Linked DNA regions of Zea mays: region 2 is linked to region 1. The links are chromatin contacts, called in public Hi-C maps. All regions are on one chromosome and are shown on one strand. Each heading gives the region's core, a stretch centred on a gene start, on an enhancer-like site or on the middle of the called end of the contact. The rest is flanking DNA. Distances are from core to core; before and after follow the strand shown. Region 1 holds the start of LOC100284896 (phosphatidate cytidylyltransferase). Region 2 holds the start of LOC100303816 (UDP-glucose 4-epimerase 4).

Region 1 (4,554 bases), core at 810-3,309:
AGCCTGTATTAATATTGTTTTGGATCCATACCTAGTTATGAACATCACCATAATCATTCAGCTTGTTCTTGGTTCATGAACTCTTTGTACTTCATGAAAGAATAATCACTCTTTAAGTCTTTAAACTAGTAACTTTGCAGCTAATCACTTATAGGCCTCATTAAGTTTAAGTCATCAACAAAATTGTATGAGCAAAATTACTAACACAAGCATAAAATATAAATTAGTATTCCCTTCAGTCATGAATACATGCCATGCTTTGTTTTGTTTGTCAAAAACTTCATGTACTCATGACTATAGGGTGTAAACAACACTTCAGGCTCCTAAGCTGGTATTCCTATCTATATCAGACAAGCATACCACTGGCATCCAGATTACACTATCAGATCAAAGCATTAAAGCATGCTGTAAAGTAGAAGCTTACCAGAATATTCCATCAAAAATGTTTGCCACAGTGAAAGATGACTGGGCAAATACCATGAGAAGGATCATGTGAGTCCATGCATATTGACTGAACTGGTACTTGTATGTCTTTTTCTTTAGTGTGATAATAAACCAAACAAAACCTAGAAAATAAATAAATTACTATGGTGGCAATAAGCAAGCAATTTTCAAACTTTATGAGAATGCATTTGCCTCATTTTTTTGTAAAAAAAACAGCTTACGAATTTATGTGCTATAAAACTTAAGTGCTTAAGGACCCAAACTTAATGGGAACAACATAGAGGATTATATTGCATTGTACAGTCACATCATATACAGCCTTCCCAACCACCATCACTCAATAAATATAAACACAATAAAACCACCTTTACTCAATAAACAAAATCAACTAAAAAAACATTATGAACTGGAGAATGAAGGAAGAACTGTTCCTTGTCACTCTAAAAAACTCACTAAGCAAAGTCCCGTTTGAGGAGGTTTGATGGCACTACTTCTCCGGCCTACATTTCTAAACACATCTACCAAAAGGGAAATGGACCAAATGTCGTTGTCAGACTGAACTCCCTGGGTCCAATGCCAGCCTATCAAATCAAGAACTATTAAAATATTGAACTGACCTATGATGTAAACTTGTACATTTCATGACCCTTATTTGGGAACAAAATTTTTTTGCCACAGTTACCTGCTATGTAAAGAAAGTAGCAAATAAACATCTGGTACTTGATGAGCCTGCTCACCAGCTTGTACAACAACTTATCTGAAGTCATCGTGTTAACAAGCTGATGGCTAAGGAAGCGCCCGTAGGTAAACAGCATCGCAGTAAAGAAAAAATGCCTGTCACATCACAGATTAAAATTGTAAACGCCAGGTCATCCAATGCATCGATCAGCCATATATCCTACCACCACCTCACCAGTTGAGCATCCTGAACCCTGGGAGCTGCCGGTCCTCATTGGCCTTGCGGAGAAGGTTGAAGAGCTCCTTTGCCATGAAGATTTGGACGACCACCACCATGGCCCAGATGTAGAGATGGCCCATATATATCAAGAACACGACCCCGGCCATCATCCACAGTGAGGAGTAGGTACGAACTAGCATCGACTTGTACTTGTTCTGGTCGTTTAAGAGCAGGTTGGCGCCATTAGTCGTGTTCACGTCGCTGGGGACCTAAACAATAACAACAACGATGCGCAATGAATGCGAGTCCTCCACCTCTACAGCCAGGAACAGAAAGTCATCTCTGTATAGAACTACGGATACACGGTAGAACCGATCACCTCGTTGGAGCGCTTCCGGTGCCTGAGCCGGCCACCGTGCGTCGGGCTCGGGGTGCCCGGCGTCCGGTCGCCGGAGCCGGCATCCCTCTGCATTTCTTGTGCCCTGCAGCGTTCCTCCGAGCAAGCGTGGGTTAATTACCAAGAGAATGACAGATCGATCCAGGGCCTGCTGGGTGGGTCATGGATAGACGGATCTCCACTCTGCAGTAGTTCAATGCAACGGGCGAAATATGGGGGCGATGCCACTGGTGTATGGAGACTTCGATGTGAGGACGGCTGATCGGCTGGGTTGTTCTGCGCCGTCGCCGGCGATGAGGCACAGCGGCGGGCTGGCGGCGGTATGGGATCTCTAGAGAGAAACAGAAACAGACAGGGATCACCGTCCTCCGAACGGCAAACCCTTCAATTATGTGTGGTAGAGAGAGGGCCCAGACGTGGAGCTGTTCGGTCAAAGCCGTCGACACAGGCTTACACGTACACGCGCAAGGTAGAGTGGTTCAAATCGTTTAAGAGCAACTCCAATTATTTTCCAAATAACTCCATAAATCTTAAATTTAAAATTTAAAAAATATATAAAAAATACTTCTCTAATAGTTCTCTAAATATATTTGCTAAATTTAATTACTTATTATCTAACCTTGTTTACTCTTTAAGTTTAACAACCTAACAGGCACTGCAATTGACGTTGATTTCTTCACATTTCTTGCTTATTTTCCTCCTTTCCTGCTTAGCGAGGTAGCCATCTCTGACACGATCTTTTTTTCTTTTCCGTACAGTGAGACAGCCAGATCCAATGCGTGTGACATAAGTTTCTCCTCCATCGTCGGACTACCGCTGTCTCATAGGTCATGCCGCTCCCTTAATACCTCACATGTTGCGCCGATCGACCTTCTCCTCCACCGTCGACGCCTTCTGCTCTCATCCACGCCGCCAGTTAGGTGTGACGAGCAAAGCTAAACTAATCTCTAAATATTAGGAACTATTAGAGACCAATTTGTTTTTTACCAATAGCTATTTGACAAATTGCTAATCAAAGTTTAGGAAGCTTTTTTAGAGAAATATTCGAGCTGCTCTAAAACCCGTTTATGGAACCACTCAGTTCCTTACAGACGGGTTTTTAAAAGCTAAAAGTATTTTTTGTCCAGTTTCAAAAAAAAACTGGTTTCCTAGTTTTTTTTAAAAAAAACAAGAAGCTGACCTCTCACACTTAAAATCAGCTTTTATATGGTTAATTATGTAATACCCTCAACAAGATTGGAATAATGAATGAGAATGTGCCACCTGTTTTTCTTTCAGAACCGAATCGTTCTTTCTGTCTCACGAATAGAACACGCCCGCTCATAGATGAGTTATTTGAGTTTATAACGTTCTCGTCGTGCGGCTTCGCTACTCTATTACTCCGCAGCTGCGTATCGCCATTTTGGTATTCTGGAGATCACAGCCGCGCCAGATTGGGACAGTTAATGTCCCGCGCTCTGTTAACGTCTGTTTTATTGCTCTTCATGCAGGTTGTGTACCCCTTCATACTAATCTACCCCTAACCGGAGTTCGAGTGTTCTTGCGCGAGAGAACTCCTGCCACCAGAAAACAGAGTGTGCGCCGCCGTCTGCCACCAGGGAGACTCGCCACCAGGTGGTCACGCAGTCGGCTACCAGCAGCTGCCCGCGCCACCCCCTGCTACCAGCTGCCAGCGCTGTCGTCTGCCCGCGCCAGCACGGCCTAGTGGTCATTATAGCGCAACAAATGCGAGAAGTTGGAATGGAGCACTTTGTAGAGACTACTTTTCTGTTGACAAATTTAAAAAGGCTTATGTATGAAGGATTGAAAGTGCGGGCGACAAGTCCTTTTGGCCAAAAGTGTCCCTAGCCGATGAAGTGAATGCACCTATTGGTAAGAGGAGTGTTGGGCGACAAAGGAAAAATCGAATTAAAAGTTGCCTAGAAGGTGGTGCTGCAAAGAAGAAATAGTCCATACCTGAAGAGGAAAATGAGAAGAAGCTACTTAGAGGAAAAATTAAATGCCCGAACTATGGCCAACTCGGTCATAGGAAGGCCAGTCCAAAATGCCCACTTAATGGGTCCAAAAAAGGCTAGCAATTTCATTTTAATTGAAGCTTTAAATCCTCTCTTAATGATTACTTTGTTGACTTCATAATGTTATTTTTGGTGTTTTTCAGGAAAAGGAAACCTCGAAAAAATACCACAAAACAATGGTTTCCAAAAAATATGACCAAATCAGCTGAACATCAAGATGACAACACACAAGATGACCCCGGAAGAACTGAAGTTTCTACTGAAACACAGCTGATGTTGCGCCAGGGAGGTAATGTTGTGCAGCAGGAGTGACTCAGATAATGCTGGCGACGGACCAGCTTCGAGATCTTCTAAACGATGTGCTTCGTCCTCAAGTGACTGAGCAAGCTCATACACGCGCCACATTGCGAAGTTCACTAACACCTTTTTGGCCGTATCTGGCGAATCCATAATCTCGTCTCCGGCCAAATCTTTCAACTCCTTCCCAACTACATGCATCTTTGCAATGGCTTGGGCGAGGTCACTACGAACTGTTTCAAATCGGGTTATCTGCGAAACCACAAAAATTGCTGTTGGAATTGAACGAGTAGTACTGCATAGTATTGAACTTAGTACAACCCTTACCGACACTGAACGAGGTGGCGAGCAGTGATTGACGACAGAAGGGGTCTGCTGCTGGGGGAGTGCTCCTTGACGACAGAAAGAGGTACCTGATGTGGCCGCGCAGGTGAGTTCCTTGCCGGTGGTGTGCTCTTTGGCGGTGGAGTGCTCCAAGCCGCAACCGTCGCCTGTACGCTTGG
Region 2 (4,816 bases), core at 412-2,911, 370 kb before region 1:
ATTCTGGCTCAAACGAACATAACCTTATCGATTTAGCTAGAGAGACACGAGGAAAACACTTATTAGTATTGTGGCTTTGGTGGCGACGTAGACAAAATAGTGCAAATAGGAAGGCACATCAGAGGTGGCAGCGCTGGAGCCTATGTTGATAATGGCACCACACTTCCTCTTGAGTCTCAACCATGCCTGGCAACACATCGTTCGTGATCCACGTGACACTCTCGACATTGACCTAGACGAGGCTGCGCATCAGCTCCTCGTCCGCCTCGTTGAAGTAGCGCGTGTATGGAGAAGACAACATGCTGTGGTCCTAGATGGAGTCTTGAGCGCCTCGACGCCGGCCATGAGCCCCTCGAGATCCTTGTCGGAGGCACGAGCGTCGAGGAGGCGGTGAAGGTGAGGGAGGGGACCAAGGAGGTCTGTCGTGGCGGGGCAGGGGGCCGGGGAGGCAGGGACAAATGTAAAACAATAGAAACAAACGCTTCGAATGCGTAATAATTTTAAGGATCAACATATAAAAAATCTTAAAATCCTGGAATTTCATCCTAACACTCTGATTCTAAAGGGTTGTATCTAGGGATGACAATGGAATCTAAATTTTACACTATAAAATTTATGGATCGAGTTAGAATTAGGTTCTATTTCTATTTATTTTTTAACTAACATTAATTTAGGACTCTAAGGAATCGTGAAGAAACATTTGGATCACAATCCATTACCACCCCTAGTTCTATCACACAAGCACATAATCCAAGAAACAATAAAGATTATTTTTGCTCGTAGCCCGAATTTTAGAACCTCATCCAAACATAAAAATTGCAACACGAGGTAGAAATTGCTTGATTAGATATCCTAGCTGTACTATATATATACACTCCTTCTACAAAGTGTATCATTATCATTCTCTTGAGAGGTTAGATATCCCAAGACTAGATATGATCAAATGACTATAAATTATGTTTTGTTTTTTTTATTTTGTGATGTGAAAGTGTTGAACACCTGAACATGTTAATTATGTCAACTATCTACTATTTGTTATATACTTGTGGACTTTTTGATTATGTCTATAAGAGGATATGTTGACGATTTGTTTTTTTTAAATTGTGTTGTTGGTTCTGTAATGTCCTTATAAATAGTAACTTAAAACTGCATGCATGATGTCAATTTTATCGATTTATTTTTCTATATTTAAGCTATCATGTGTATAATTATGTAATTTTTATTTTATTTGTTTGTTGAACGGTTAGTCAACTAATATCATTGAGACAAATTATCCGACAATTATCCATTATCTATCCAATTAATATCTGACATCTGTTTATTTCCCTTCTGATTTATTATCTGGTTCCATCTTGTATCCGTCTCGAATTTTAACTATTCTGTATCTGAGAGAAATACCTCTACTCCTATGTCCAGTTTTCAACCCCTCCCCAAAAAAAAAAACATCACCGACACCTCCATCAGCCCCACAGGCGGACACGTGGCAGTGGTCCCGGCGGTTCAGGAGCGCGCGGGCCCGGCGTGACGTCGTTGGGCGTGCGGCAATCCCGGGCGGATTCAAATTTCTTCCTCTTCCTCGATTCTCTCTCTCTCCTCTCCTTCCCCACTCCTCGCCTCCACCTCTCGTCTCGTCCACGCCTCCTTCCCTCCCATTCGGCCACTTGGTCGTCGTCTCATCCCGCAGATCCGCAAGCACCGGGCCACTAGACAGAGAGAGCGAGACGGAGAGGAGGAGGGTCGCGGGGGTGGAGGAGATGTCTGCGGCGAAGGAGGCGGGGCCGAGTAGCAGGGCGGTGTTGGTGACGGGCGGGGCAGGCTACATCGGTAGCCACGCCGTGCTACAGCTGCTCACCGCGGGCTTCCGCGTCGTCGTCGTCGATAGCCTCGCCAACTCCTCAGAGCTCGTGATCCGTCGCCTGCGCTCGCTTGCGGGGGAACACGCTAAAAACCTCGCGTTCCATAAGGTAATTGCTCCAGTAAGCACGTTCGCTGTCTGCCCCTCAATGTAGCCGAGACCGAGAGCCCTTCGTGTCGATCACGCGCGCCGATTTGTATTTCTGTAATACATGCACGCGGAGTTTACTCCAACGTGCTGTTGGTGTGGTGATTATTTTGGCGTACTGTTAGTATTGATTATGTTGGCCACGTTGGAGCCTTGGAGGTAATGTTTTGGGCCATCATTGGTGGGGCTTACGTAGGCTTCGTAGGAAAATTTAGATTTAAGCGTTTAAGCGTGATGATTAGCCACCAAAGGTATTGATGCGTTGCTTTCTGGCTGGGCTGGGTAGGCTTCTTGGGCTTCCCTTTTCTGCGTGATTTGTCGAGTTGAGTCGATGTCTCGAACTGCTTTTATAGGGCCCTGCCGCCTGTATTTTTTGCACGGTTTATTTGACTGTTTGATATACATAAAATGGTGGTGGTGGGAGTTTGGTTAACTTGCTCAGACTTTACTTGGGAATAGGAAAAAAATACTCAGATTGATATTTAGCTGATCTGTATTGGAATAAATTCATAAGTTGTAAACATATTGGAGGATGATATAATCAGTACTGCAGATTCTGTTGAAATTTTGGATTTGTCGCTTTTGTTTGGTTGTAAACCGTTTAGTCTACAAAAACCGCTACCCACCGGTAACGCCGATTAACCGTTTGGAAACCGGTAAAAACCGACCGGTTTGACCAATTCAAATCAATTTAAATTTGAAACGGTTTACCGGTGAAAAACCAGCGAAAAACCGCTCTAGACCACCGGTTAACCGCGAAATAAACCGGTTTTGCTGTTTTTTACAGAAAAAATGAAATTTTTTGATAAGATTTATTTGTAATTTGCTCAGTTCACATTGAACAGTAAATATTAATTGATCCATACGATATGTGTTCACCAAAATAACATATAACATACATATGCTACCACAAATTCCAGTTCTCATACAACAAACAACCAGCGAACTTCGCAATACTCAAATACAAGTTCTTTTACAACTCTCCAACGAGGCAACGACACATAGGTCGACTTATTTCACAATACTCACATGTTCAGCTCGAGTCATAGTGATAGTACTTAGGCATGTTGGAAGTATCGTGATAGTGTTCTAATCTGTCATAGTGGTAGGTCTATACAAAAAATATGAGATACACTAGCGAGAAAACAAGAACGGCAAACAAATACTTATTGACAAAGCAAAAAAACATACTGGTATGTGTGTTTGGTGTTTGTGTATTACATGTGCACCTCACCATGTGTTGAACTTTTCTTCTGATCAATAAATCTTAAGAACACATACAGAAGAACTGGAGCTAAGGGTTCTAGATTGAGTCTTGTCCAGACGGATACTTATTAGAAGAACTGAAGCTACTTGATCCACGGATTCCATCTTGGACAGGAAATGAAACCGAAATTGACCACTAAATGCCTAAACTTGACTTGAGCTACGAGTTTCATCTTCACATATAGCATATAACATCTTCACATATAGCATATAACATTAAACAAGACTAATATACCTAAATTGACCACTAAATACTCAATCGCGGCTTTAAATCCGGTTTTCCGGCAAAAATTGGCGGTTTACCAGTCTAAAATAACGGGTTACCGGTCCAAAAAACGGTTTACCAGCGGTTTTCGGTTTTTATGTTTTTTTTCAATTTTTTTGAATTGGAACAGATTTTGAAAAAAACGGGCGGTTTCGGTAAACCGACCGGTTTACCGCCGGTTTTTTACCGGTTTTGTAAACCTTGGTTTTACTTGAATGTAGTAGATGGGCAACGATGAAAAAGCTTCAGTAATTTTAGCATGGTTGTAATTCCTCAAATTCAGATTCTTGGTTTCTTGCCAAGTCCAAAGTTATGTTTGAGCTGCAGATGTTTAGGATTGCACTTGACATTTACAGGTAGAGCGGCCAAATTGGCAAAGTTTGGATGGTGTCAGCGCCTTCATTGGTCAATGCTTGAACATGTATCACTTCAGCATTGCAGAATTTATACAACTGGCTCCAATAATATTACCTACTCCGTATTTGTTATTGCCATTGACAAAATCTTGGCTGCTCAATGAATTTGGTGGCTTGATTTATCTGTGACAGAACCAACGGGGTTGGTAGATATATAAATGGCATGTCCTTGCTGTTGAGGATTTGGTTCATGCATTCAGGGTGATAATATCTATAGTCTTTTCTTCAATCGATTTTTTTCAAAGTAACCGTTCATAGACATACACAGTTTGGTTAAGTAGGATGGTTTATCGTATCCTTATTTGTCGACTTGTGCAAAAAAGTTTGACTCTTCTAGGAAAAATCATTCTCTAAGCTTCTGAGGAGTATGTAAACTTGCACTCGAAGATGAAAAGAAGTAAATATTTGCTCGCCAATTTATTTTCCATGGTAAATGGATCTACCTTTTTCTGTCAAATCCTGACTAAATAAGGGCACAGGAAACTTACCAGGTGAAAATACACATGCGCAACAAGTATACTTGGTACACAAATATATTCTTCTAGGGAAAATACACATGTGCAACATTTATATTTCTGGTAATCTGGTTGCTGCTATAGTGAACAAGACGTGCATGGTGCTAGTTGCCTAGTCAATAGTTTTGAAACTGTGTTAGCCTGACTTTATCTCCCTCAGATATGTTTGCATGAGCTTATCACATATCTCTCCGCAGCGTATGCTGGTATCCTTTTCATTGGTCATGTGTAAATCATTGGAATATATGTGGGGGGAATATCATTGGAACATAGCTCTCCTCAGTGTATGATAGTATCCTTTTCACCATTCTGTCAAGGGCGTTAGGTTTTATGGTAGCTAGCCCTTGGCTGC

Evidence for each region. A called contact is a pair of places that touch in the nucleus more often than the background predicts.
Region 2: a contact with region 1 is called in a Hi-C map of ear, with 2.0 times the contacts expected there. The contact joins the promoter of LOC100303816 here to the promoter of LOC100284896 in region 1. A contact is called at or near these places in 2 of 25 Hi-C or Micro-C datasets (ear and tassel).

The regions. Positions count from the first base shown.
Region 1 is chr2:179,486,127-179,490,680 of Zm-B73-REFERENCE-NAM-5.0, reverse strand. LOC100284896 (phosphatidate cytidylyltransferase) reads right to left here and starts at 2,059. Exons shown (of 11, transcript NM_001157791.1): 1 at 1,722-2,059; 2 at 1,358-1,611; 3 at 1,127-1,278; 4 at 425-566. The coding sequence starts at 1,814.
Region 2 is chr2:179,856,605-179,861,420 of Zm-B73-REFERENCE-NAM-5.0, reverse strand. LOC100303816 (UDP-glucose 4-epimerase 4) reads left to right here and starts at 1,661. Exons shown (of 9, transcript NM_001165446.1): 1 at 1,661-1,964. The coding sequence starts at 1,755.